Regions from separate parts of the Sus scrofa genome. Here region 1 is linked to region 2. A link is a contact called in public HiChIP or PLAC-seq data. All regions are on one chromosome and are shown on one strand. The core of a region is the stretch at or near the end of the contact, and the rest is flanking DNA. Distances in the headings are between cores, read along the strand shown.

Region 1 (6,301 bases), core at 2,578-5,077, 130 kb after region 2:
AGGGGACTCGGTCGAAGTCACTGTGGTAGCTGAGTGGTAGAACAAGCACTAAGACACCTGGGCATCAGGCCCAGCCTTATATGTGCTTTTTTGATGAGCCAAGTGGCAGGAGCTAGGCTAGGGCAGAATTCATCTTCTCTTCATTCTGCCTCTTCTGTATTTCCTGCAGAAAAGTAGGGCAGCTGCAGACCCCTGCCTCTCTGGGAGGTTTTACCAAACCCCTCATTCTCCTGGATCCCTTTTGCTATGAAGCAAGCCCCTTCATCATGAGAAATCAGAGCCTGGCAAACAGCTGTGTTTACATTTTGAGGGCTAGTTGATCGCTGCTCGGTCCTGGAGGGGATTGTTCCAGCTTATCGTCTCTAGATAGTGATGTGCTGAGGGTTGCACAGTTCTGACCCAGATTGAAATCAGCTGCAAAACACGTAGTCCTACACACACACACACACACACACACACACACAGACACACACACACACTTCTTGGGCAACTGAAGCCAAGTGCTGCTCACTGACACATCCTTTCCTCAACAGGCCAACTCCTTCCCAGAAGGCTGTGAGCTGAGCCAAGGCAAGCTGGCAGGGCAGCAAAGGCCCCAGGACACGCTGTCTGTTGAGCCAGGATCACTTTCCTGAGCTGGGTGCTGGCCTCCTGCCCCACGTGCCTCATTCTCACGTCTTTCATGCAGGGAGGTGGCTGAGTAAGAGGACACAGAGAAGGGGGCTGGGGGAATCTGGGTACTGAACACTCAAGACCAGGAACCAAGGGCAGGTTTTGACCCCTGCACATTTATGCAAATCCTGAACTATTTATTTCATTCAGGGAATAAAGCCCTTGTAAAAATGGTGGAAGCTGAGTCTTTCTCTTTTAAAAATTCCATAGTGTGTTTGCTCCAGGTGGTAAAGGACTAACAAAAGGCTCTGTGGCTCTGATCTGGCCCCTGCCCTAGTCAACGCCTTCCATAGCTTCCAACAGTCTAGGCCCATAAAGTCCTAACTATCTTTCAAGACCCTTCATGGACTGACCACAGCTTTATCTCTGTTCCAGCCTAGAATTGCCCTCTTTCTGTGCTCAGGCTTTACAGTCTTTTATCTGTACCCCTCCTAGTACACTTATCACTTTCCATGGCATATTATGCTTATTTTTATGGGTCTTATCACTCCTACTAGTCTAGTCTGTGAGCTCCTTAAGGGGAGGACCTTTGCTTATCTTTGTACCCCGAGTCCTAAAATGTACAGGGTGTTGTGCGGTGCTCAGGAAAAATTGTTGAATTAAACCGAAAACTCTTCCACAGGCTTTCACCTCGAGAGAGACAAGACATCGAATTCCCCACTGTTCCATGAGCAGGAAGGTCACCTTCAACCCAGCCTGAGAGACAGCATTTTAGACAGAAACCTCAGGGTCCTGTGAATCAGCCCTTCTCTTACTTTTCAGAGACAGGGAGTCTGAGACCCAAGCACTGGGCCAGGGACAGTGCATTGTTTGTTTCATTTAGAGCTGAGAGAGCAGCAGAAGCCACTTTCCCGAAATCAGACAGGGAGAAGGTGACAGAGCTGGGCTCTACATATGGATCTGCCTGACTCTAAAACTCAATTCTTGAGTTTCTGCCATGGCACAGTGGGTTAAGAGTCCAACTGCAGTGGCTTCAGCTCAGTGCAGCCACTCACTGGGTTAAGGATCCAGTGTTGCTGCAGCTGTGGCATAGTTTGCAGCTGTGGCTTGGATTCAATCCTTGGCCTGGGAACTTCCATATGGTGCAGGACGCAGCCATAAAAACAAAACAAAACAAAAAACAAAACTCATTTTCTGCTGGGAAAGGGGCCCCAGCCCCAGCCCTTGAAAATCCAGCAGTCCTGCTGGTTTCCCAGAAAAAGGCTTTGGCTGACCAAGGCCAGGGAGGGTTTAGGGACTGAGGCGGGCCACACCTGGCTCTGGTCCGGGCTGAGCTGTGTGATTGGGAAAGCTGTTTATGAGCTCTGCCTTTCCCAGGCCTGGCAGCTCAGCTATCCCAGATGGGTCTTTTCACAGAAGACCCGTCAGACAGGTATGAGAACATCACACAGAGCCTTTGTCCAGAGGGCACAGTGTTTTCCAGTGAGAAGTTTGCATTGGCCATGCTGATGGGAGCAAGGGAAGTAGAGGCCTCCAGCCTTCTGCCCGCAGGGCTCTGCTCCAAGAAGGCAAAGCCTGTAGCTCCCAAGAGGGAAGAGGGCAGAGGGGAGGAGAGGGAGCTTTGGCCAAGAGGAACTCAAGTAGAAACTTAGGAGAGAAGCAGTGTGGGTGGTATTGAGGGTCGTGGAGTAGGAACACCTCAAGGGCGCCAGTTGGGTTCTGTGTTGCCAGGCTACAGTAGGCAGTGGAAACAGCTCAGATTAATAGGTCCTTGGGTTCAAATCCTGCCCCTTACTGCTAGAAGGGCCTTGAGCAATTTTAAAAATCTTTCTGAGCCTCAATTTTTCTCATGGGCTCTGTGAGCACCATGGTGAGGATCAGACACCACAAAGCAGCCTCAGGCACACAGGAGTCACTCAGTAAATTGTGGAGTCTCTGAATTTTCTAAGCATCCCCTCGGTTCCCGGGTTTATGAACTAATAAAAGGATAGAGCTGTGGAGAACACCTGGGCAGTGGTGTCAAATGACTGTTGACAGAGAAAAGGAAACGAAATCACCATGAGTAGACCCACATTTAGAGGAACTCTGCCCCAGAAACAGTTGGGGGGACCACAGCCTGTTTCCAATTAGGGAGCAGCCGGTGGAAGAGCTGTGAAATTTAGAGTTGTTGATTTATAAATGCTTTCAGCTTAGCAGGAGTATGTGTGTGGTATGTAGGTGTGTGGTATGTGTACATGGTTTGTATAGGTGTGTGTGGTGTGTGTGTGTGTGTGTAGTGTGCATGTGTATGGTATATGTTATGGTGTATATATAGGTGTGTGTGTGGTGTGTATGTGTGTGGTATGTGTACATGGTTTGTATAGGTATGTGTGGTGTATATGTGTTGTGTGTACTGTGCATGGATATGGTATACGTTTATGGTGTGTATAGTTGTGCATGGTGTGTATGTATGTGGTATGTGTGTGTGTGTGGTGTGTGTGTGTGTTGTGTGTGTGGTGTGTGTGTTATTTCTATAGCAAGAGTTCATCTTCTTCCTGGAGATCTTATGTTTCCCTTTCAATACTGCTCAATAGCAAAGGAAGGTAACATGTTTATTGTGTTAATGCTTAATCTTTTAGTATATGTTTTCAGCTTAGGTCTCCCAAAGGCTCTCAGACAAGGAAAATGAGGCTCAGAGAGGCCACTTGTCTAAGCTCAGCCATTTGGTTAGGGGCAGAGGCCAGCCCCAGGCCCTGATTTGCCTGACAACAGTAGGTGTTGTTGACCTGAGTCCTGAAAGAAGAAACACCCAGATGCAAATCAAGTCAGGGTTTTGTTGCCCCGTCTGCTTATCATGCAGCCTTCTTGTGGTGTGTCACCTGAATACCTGTGCTCTGCTCTGGCTCTCAGACCCACAACTTCCTGCACAGCACCTCTGCACTCTGGTTTTATTTTTCTCAGCACTTCCTCTGCACTGTCCTCTCCCCAGTGAAGCAGGCTCAGTGAGAGCAGAAATAGCTCAGGGGCTGCTGGGCCTGGCCCCTGTGCTGAGGCAGAAATATCAACCCTGCCCCAGCGCATTGGGTCAGCGTGTTCCTGGGACAGCTGGAGAGTTCCTCTGCACGTTCTGCCTGGATCCAGCGTGCCTGGGCTCCCGGGAGGGCTCCGGCTTCCTGCCGTTCCTGGAGGCCCCTGCAAATTGCCACAGTTCCCCTCCTTGGCACGTTCTCAGCAAAGCCAGGCTTCAGCTGCAAGCGCTGAAGGCTGCTGGTTGCACTTTTATTCTCCTGAGCAACTCCCTGCAGATCCAGCCAATGACAAGCTGGCAGCTGCTGGGAGACACCAGGAAGTGACAGCCTCATGTTCAGAAAATTGAAATTGTATTTGTTCCTTTATTCTTTGACCAAACATTTATCAACAAGCACCCGCTCTCTGCCTGAGGCAGGAGCAGGGTTTTGGCCCCTCAGGAGCCCACATGAGTCTCTTGCACAGAGCACACAATTGGGTCATGTGTTTTATCCACTCTGCTTGGTTCTTCCAAGACCTAAGATGAAGATGTTTTCTCCCGGGATCACTTGAATTTACTTTTGCCTGTTGCCATGAACATCATTCGTACAGAACCGTTTTGAGATAATTTCCTCATCTGCATTTTCTTGGTGCATTCAGTGGTGTGGATTTTGCCCGCAGTTTCAGCCTGGAGCAGGCGCTTGTCACAGTCCTGCCAATGTGAAAATCAAGCTGAGCCTGGGAGACCAGCATGAAACCAGACAGACTGATCATAAGAGTGATGGAGAAAGACATGCTTCACTCTGCCCTGGCCAGGGCAAAACTTCCCACAGGAGGTGTATTTTATCCAAGTCTGAAGGATCAGTCAGAATTCAATAAGTAAAAATAATATCAACAGCAACCAAAGTATTATTATTAGTTAGGTACTTACAATATGTCAGGCATCCTGCTGAGAACTTGACAAACATTAATTTTTTGAACAGCAGCCCTAATGAAGTAGGTACTGTAATGATCCAGGTGATTTTACAGGTGAGGTAACTAAGGGTCACAGAAGATGAGGTAACTTGCTCAAAACTAGGAAACACAAGAGCCAGTATTCAAACTCAGCTCTGCTGTTAAGCTTTTTACTATGTCCAAAAATTAAAGGAGCATAAACAGGAATATGCTGAGAAATCTTGCTCCCATCCTGGGCCCATCTCCCCTCTGCCCTTATAGATGTAAACAGTTATATTCATTTCTTATGTATCCTTTCAGTATTCTTTATGCAAATGTAAATAAGTCAATAAATATTCTTATTTCTCCCTCTTTCTTATAAAATAAAGCAGCATATATTAACACTACTCTGTACTTAATGTAATCTTGGAGAATTTTCCACTGGAGCACATAGAGATTGTCCCTGTTCTTTTATATAGCTGTATAGTTCTCCATTTGTTGATCCCAACCTCTCCAAGACAAGGCAGTGTGCTCCCAGCTGGGAAGATGTGCATATGCTTTGCTAAACTGTTTAAATTTCATGGAGCACCAAGCCGTAAAGAGGTGATGAGATTGATTTTTTTTTTTTTTTGAATATTCCCTACATCAGGCAAGAAGCTGCTGCACAGCACAACCTGTCTGGACATGTGGCCCCACCTGGATATAAGGACACATACATTGCCATGGTGGTGGCTGGGGAAAGCCCTTCTGTAGAACAAGTTCCAACTTATCTCTGGCCCTGTTCCCTGCAGCCCAAGGCCTGGGCTTTTTATGGCCCTTCCCTATGTTATGCTTGCAAAATTTTTATAGAGTTTCCTGTGCCTCAGATGCGGAAAGCATATGCAGTCTTAACGTGTCACCCTGGGCTAATTCCCTATTGATTGTGCAAGAGCCCGAGACCTTCATAGGTGGTACTTAGTGTTCCCAGGCCTCTAGTCGCCCCTGGGAAAGCTTGCCATCAGGCTGTTACTGACTCAAACACCTTTGAAAGTGAGCTCGAGTCAGCAGTCCTTTTCTCTGAGATAGGGGATTCTCCCAGAGGATAAGAATACCTGTGGGAATAACTTTGGTCCTTTGAAAAGTGACATAGGTTTTTAAGGTCATGGATAATGGTTGGTAAAACCTTGCTGGCTTCAAAGGGGATGTGCAGTTTCTAAAAAAAAAAAAGCCCCATGAAATGCACATGGTCTCCTGTTTGCTGCTGTGGTGTTTACTAAGGTCTATGGCTTTGAGCTTCCCACATGCACTCATTAAAGCGATAAAGGCACCCCCTCTTTGCAGTGTGGTTCCATCTTGTTCTAGTGTTTAGATAGTTACTTTATCTCTCCAAAGGATTCTTAAGAGACTGTGGCTTATAAGGATAGCAGGTACTGTACAGCCTGCTGGATGAAAATCTGTATGATTGTAGAAAATGGCTATAAGCAGAATGTAAGACATCATAATGGACAGAGCACAGGCCCAGGAAAAATCTGGGAGATCTTTTAAGTTTTATACTTTTAGAGCAGTCAAATGGCCTAAGGTCACATATCCAATTAGTAGCAGAACTAGGATTGGAATCCAGGCCTCTTACCTTCTAGCCTAGGTCCCACTGTACTAAATCACTGCTTTCCAGTGTGCATTTCATAAGATGTGAATGGATATTATGAAAACACTGCCATGGTCAAGCAAGGTCAGGAAACATTGGGTTAAATACCATTAAAGGAGTTTACTTATGCTAGGATTTCTCAGAACC
Region 2 (6,265 bases), core at 3,639-6,138:
AAGAAATAGCAACAACAACAGCAACAGACAAAAAGACAAAAGACAAAAAAAAAAAAAAAAAAAAAAAGAACTTGGAGGAAAGTTATTGCCTTAGAGCATAATTTTTCAAAGTCTGGTCCTGGACCAGCAGCAGCATAACCTGGAAATTTGATAGAATGCAAATTCTCAGACTTGACTCCTGAATTACGGACTCAGAAACCCTAGAGGTGGATGCGAGCAATATTGTGCTGTAACACACCCTGCAGGTGATTCTGAGGCCTGTGCAAGTTTGTCAGCAGTGCCTTAGAATTAAAGAGCCAGTTCCTTGTTTCATTTCAGATAAATTTAGATGGACATGTTGCAGTTGGAAAGAAATCTAGATACATTCACTTGTACCAAGAAGAGTAGAGAAAGGCATCCATGCACGTGGGAGCTCAGCTCTATTTCCATCAAAGGCAGAGTCCTTCCTGGTCCTTGGCTTCTCTAATGGTGAAACACAGTGACTGGTGTGTGGACCAGAGAAGCCGTGGTTGGGACACTGAAGAGTGGCCTCAACCTTGCCATTTCCTGGTACCTACAAGAGCCCAGGGTGAGTTGTTTATGCCTCTTGCACCAGCCAGCATCCTTCCTTTACACCCTCTCTGTTCTTGGATCTGTCAGTGTAAGCAGTTGCTCGATGACAAACCCTCTGCCTTCTCGTCTTTGTTACTCCTGGGCACGCTGAAATGGTGACTGCACAATATCTCAAAATAGACCCATTTTTCTACATGTCGCCCACCCAGTTCAGCAAAATACCCCCATCTAGTGGCAGCGGAACTGTCTGAGCACCCATGAACGTCCCTTGTAGTTGATGGAATCAGGCTGTACCTGTTAGGAAACAAATATGGTGCTCTCCTGGGAAAACAAGATCCTCCTAACACAAGACCTGCAAGGAAGGGGCCATCAAGGAATACAACGTTGTTTCCTTTAACTCCTGAGATGCGGTTTCTGTTTCGTCTTCCGCCGAGCCACATCACCCTTTTGTCCTTTCTTTGGGTACCGCGAACCTCTTGGGCTACTTCTTCCTGTCTTCCTCTTCTAATAACATTCTTGGGAGTTCCCGTCGTGGCGCAGTGGTTAACGAACCCGACTAGGAACCATGAGGTTGCGGGTTCGGTCCCTGCCCTTGCTCAGTGGGTTAAGGATCCGGCGTTGCCGTGAGCTGTGGTGTAGGTTGCAGACGTGGCTCGGATCCTGCGTTGCTGTGGCTCTGGCGTAGGCCGGCGGCTACAGCTCCGATTAGACCCCTAGCCTGGGAACCTCCATATGCCGCGGGAGCGGCCCAAAGAAATAGCAAAAAAAAAAAAATAACATTCTTACCCCCAAATCTCTGGGCTGAGACGTTTCTCTGCTCAGATCTTCTTCTGCTTTATTAGAGCTGAATATTCCTTCCTTTCGTTCGTATCTTCTCCCTCCCTTGGAAAAAAAAAAAAAATAACATTCTTACCCCCAAATCTCTGGGCTGAGACGTTTCTCTGCTCAGATCTTCTTCTGCTTTATTAGAGCTGAATATTCCTTCCTTTCGTTCGTATCTTCTCCCTCCCTTGGAAAGTCTCTCTGTCCCTCCTCCCCCCTCCCTATTTGAGGTGTTCTCAGCATCCTCTGGGCTATGGAAGTTCATCTCATCTTGAGCAGATAGAATCAGTAGCAGCCCTGGGCAGGCCTGTTATAGCTGGGGCCTGGGAGGGGTGGCTCTGAGGTTATCTGGACAGCAGGGTCTGTGGGGTGGCAGGGGGAGTCCCCATACTGCTCACAGTTGGTGCTAGAGTTCAGAGCCTTGGGTGTCCTCACGTTCCAGCTCCTCCTACATGACTCCCACAGTTCGTGGTACATGAAGCTCTGCCTTTTCCAAAATCATCTCTTAAAGCTGTTAAATAACAGTAACAGGTACTGTGTAGAGGGCCCATTATGTTCAGCCAGATCATTATGTTCAGCTAACAGGTATCAGAATCCCTAGAGGGTGTATTCAAACAGAGACCGCTGGGCTTACCCAAGTTTCTGATTGAGTAAGTCATGGGTGGAGCCCCAGAAGTTTCAGTTCTAACAAGTTCCCAGGTGATACTGATGCTCCTGGTCCAGGGACCAGACTCTAAAAGCCACAGACTCAGATCATCTGACAGGTGCTCAGGGGATTAACTTCATCCTCACTGTAAGTTAGGAATTATTACCCCATTTTACAGACAAGAAAACAAAGGCTATGAGGGAGAACAACTTGCTGCTGCAGGTCGTGAATAGTAAGCAGTGGAGCTAGGACTTGAACTCACAGCCCTGCTAGCCGCTGTCCACCATGAGGCCACAGTGTCTCCCCAATCTCGAAAGTTGACGGGCTGTGGAGGGGCTCAGGTTCTTTTCCAGGTATTTTTTTCTTTTTCTTTTTTTTTTTTCTTTTTTTTTTTTTTTGGCTTTTTAGGGCTGCACCCATGGCATATGGAGGTTTCCGGGCTAGGGGTCAAATTGGAGCTATAGCTGCTGGCCTACACCACAGCCACAGCAATGCAGGATCCCAGCTGCGTCTGCAACCTACACCACAGCTCTCGGATCCTAAACCCACTGAGCGAGGCCAGGGATCGAACCCAAAACCTCATGGTTCCTAGTTGGATTTGTTTCCACTGCACCATGACAGGAGCTCCTCTTTTTCTTTTTCTTTTTAGGGTGCAACTGCTGGCCTATACCACAGCCACGGCAACACCAGGTCCAAACCACATCTGTGACCTAAGCCACACCTCTCGGCAATGCCCGATCCTTAACTTACTGAGTGAGGCCAGGAATCAAACCTACATCCTCATGGATACTGCTCTGGTTCTTAACCCAATGAGCCACAATGGGAACTTCCTCCTCTGGCTGCAACCCTGACTCAGCCAAGCACTCTGTCCTTTATCTCAAATGGTTTAATGCTTCATATTTAAATGTTCGTTGAGATTCTCTTTTGACAAGGGCCTGTGTAGTACAAAAAGAATCATGTCACCTCTGCTGTGATGGCCTTTACCTATCTTTAATGGCGAGCTAGAGTTGCACCAGGATGAAAGGTTGTCTAAGACCCCAGTACTGCACTGGGGTCAGGGAGAGGCAGGCAGAGAATGAATGGATGGCATGAAATAATCTGATCATCTGCTCAGTTGCAAAGCCTTTCTAGCCCACAGCACCCCACGTGGCAAATCTTGAGGCTGTTTGCTGTTATTCTTTCCTTGTTTTTCCGGTGCTGTGCTCCATATCACAGGCTGTGATCCCTGCAGGCAGCATTTTCTTGGCTTCTGCTGCTGGCTTTGACCAGTGCCCGGCACTGGTAGGAGATTGGAGGGTGGAGGAAGGGAGATACCAGGGAATTTCTGCCCCTCCTTCTCTGTGGCTGGTGACATCTTTGGCAGTGACTGACTATCTTCCAGGCCTCTACCTACCCGCTCCCGTCTCATGGACTTTTGTCTGCCTTCTCACCTGTATAGCAAATTCTCTGACACTATAAATCAACTATAAAGGAAAAAATAAAAATCATAAAAAATGTCCTGGATTACTTTCTCGTAGTTCTAAATACTTGGAGTGGTTTCTCTTTTCCTAATTGGGTCCTGACTAATATATCCATCCTACCACCCCTACTGCTAACACCAAGGGAGTTACTCCTCTGTTCTAACCTAACATAATTCCACAGTGTTGTTATGATGCATTTGCCCATGAGTCTTCTCCAGTAGCCGTGACCTTCTTAAGGGTAGGCATCATGTCTAATTCACTGCCAAGTATTTAGTGCCTCCCTAGTAGCTATTACTGGTGACACGTTCAGTTAATGTATGATGAATGAATGAATGAATGAATGATAACACATGGCAGGGTCTGAAAATGCATAAGAAAAGCAAAGTATGCAACATTCAAAATTTGTATCATGGTTAGGACTTATCACATGGAAATATTGATGTATGATGCCTTTCTCAATTTAAAATAGTAGTATTAAATCTTAAAGTTATGGTTCAGAATACATATTTTTAAAACAGGAATTTGAGGTATTCCCTTGTGGCTCAGTGGGTTAAGGATCCAGCATTGTCAACAGCAGCGGCTCAGGTCACTGCTGTGGCGTGGGTTTGATCCCTGGCCTAAGAACTTCCACATGCCTCGGGTGTAGCCAAAAAATACCACATAAATTTGAGGGTGTGTGTTAGTTATCTACTACTGTTTTACAGGCATCTCTGAATTTGGTGGCTTAAAACAACAATTTAGTGTTTCTTATGATTGAGTTGGCTTCAGCCAGTCTTGCCTGGGCACATTCATCACCACACCAGGTAGTGGTTCAGCTGGGACTGCCTGGTCTTGGATGGCCTCACTGATGCACCTAGGGCCTTAGAAGAAATGGCTTAGACAGCTGATCCTCTGTCTCTTTGTGTGGAGTCCCATCCTCAAGGAGGCTAGCCTTGGCTTGTTCTAAAGGCTAGTCCGGGCTTGTTTAAAAAGTGGCAGTGTTCCAGCAGGGGAAAGTGGGAAGCTCTGAGGCCTCTTGAAGCAGAGGCTTGAAAGTTAAACAGCATCACTTCCTGTGCATCATGTTCCAAAGCAAATCACCAGCCCAGCCCAGATTCAAGAGATAGACTCCACCTCTTCATGGAAAGGCTTCAAAGAAATTTGTGGTCATAGTTAATCTACAGCAGAGTCATAATTTTCATTACAAAACATTCCTTATTAGAATATTCAGTGCCTTAAGGAGAGCTTCCCTTGTAAAAATTGAGTATGTAACTAACTGATGGTCCACAAAGAACTAATTATCACTGATTTTCTTAGTTCTTTGACCACCAGATGGCAGCATTGCTAAGTCAACCTGGAGTAGTTCAAGGTCAGCACCAAATTCCACCTGGACATGCCCTTAAAGCTGAGGGACTCCTGTGATATTGCATGGGTGGATCAGGGCTGGGCGGCTGATCACAGAGGAGGCCTGGTTTGAGGACCCTCATGGGCGATGGCTTCCCCCTCTGGAAAAGAAAACACCACCAGCTCTTTGTTATTCTTATAGAACTGCTATGGGAACAAAGGTCCATGAAGCCTTTCACCCCCTGGATGGGAGATTCTACAAATGTAAACACATGAATTACTGCAAATATCATTTGATTACAATGGACCCAACAGGAAGAAATATTGTAATAAAGTAATGTTTGCATACTCATGTGCTCCCTATCAAAATTGCATTGTGTTGATTTCATTACAGTTTGGCAAACTGTTCTGTACCAGTGCTTTCTCTCTCCTCCACCATTTTAGTTTGTAAACTTAAAAGCAACAGTGTATGCACAAACTGATGACATCTGATTGAGATCGGTAGCCTAGCTCAGAGTTCTGTGCCAATGTCAGGTCCTGGTTTTGAGAATGTAAGATAGTTACATAAGATGTTGCCATTGGGGGAAGCTGAGTAATAGGGACATAGACCTCTCTGTGCTATTTTTGCAACTTCTTGTGAGTCTATAATTATTTCAGAATAGAAAGTGAAAAAAGAATCCTCTCTATAAATAACCTCCACCTGCTTGTGTATTACTGGTATTTGCATTATTGTTTGAGAAAAGAGAGTTGAGCCTTAATTTAAAAATAATTTTTGTTGTTGTTCTGCCAGAGTAGCATCTTTTCCTCCCCCCTCAGATCCACCAGCCACTTCTGCAGTGCCCCAGGCCAATTCAGAGCACCTGCTAGACCAGCTGACCAGCTGTGCAGAGGAGCTGGAGCCAGGGACATGGAGGTGCCGTCACCTCCCTTCTTCCCTTCTGGACTCAGGTCGTGGTCTAGATGCCTCCTCCATTCAGGACTCTGCCTTTTCCTAAGCACTTTCTGGTTTAGAGTAATAATAGTATCTTAAAATACTCCTCCAAGGCTTCCAGGAAGGCACTTTTAGTCCCATTTTGTGGATAAAACTAACTCCAACGGGTGAAGGGCAAGCCTGAGATCCTAAGTAAGAGATACACCCAAGGTTAACATGTGGGCCTTGACCTTTTACCTAGGTTTTCCTTGCCAATTCCTAAATAGAGTAAAAAGAGAAAAAACAAAACAAAACAAAACCTTTTCAAGTGAAGTAATAAAACTCATTTTGAAGTTTCTGTGTTTAAACACTAAGCCATTATTTCATATGTTTTTATTTATTGGCTTGCTCTATAAAAATGCAACCTCTGATGTTCACACAGTGTTTGAAGTAGAGAAATGAAACTTTCTCTTATGAATAACTGGAGAAAGTGGTGTTAACCCCCCCACCACCAATAAGAAAACAATAGGTAGCCATGGGCTTAGTTGGTCT

Evidence for each region. HiChIP or PLAC-seq counts read pairs in DNA pulled down with a chosen protein or histone mark.
Region 1: an H3K27ac HiChIP or PLAC-seq map of skeletal muscle shows a contact between it and region 2. The contact joins two enhancer-like sites. A contact is called at or near these places in 6 of 47 Hi-C or Micro-C datasets (adipocytes, embryonic fibroblasts, mesenchymal stem cells and 3 more) and 1 of 2 datasets of contacts at active chromatin or transcription factors (skeletal muscle).

The regions. Positions count from the first base shown.
Region 1 is chr14:121,291,169-121,297,469 of Sscrofa11.1, forward strand. The region is part of intron 1 of PDCD4 (programmed cell death protein 4); the gene reads left to right. Among named protein-coding and RNA genes, the nearest start is that of PDCD4, 22 kb to the left of the region's middle. Within about 2 kb of position 3,828, at least 44 of the 83 cell types and tissues checked have an H3K27ac peak or open chromatin away from gene starts, as enhancers often do. A contact at or near this core is called in skeletal muscle, where this site is marked.
Region 2 is chr14:121,163,598-121,169,862 of Sscrofa11.1, forward strand. The region is part of intron 1 of RBM20 (RNA-binding protein 20); the gene reads left to right. Among named protein-coding and RNA genes, the nearest start is that of PDCD4, 110 kb to the right of the region's middle. Within about 2 kb of position 4,889, at least 13 of the 83 cell types and tissues checked have an H3K27ac peak or open chromatin away from gene starts, as enhancers often do. A contact at or near this core is called in skeletal muscle, where this site is marked.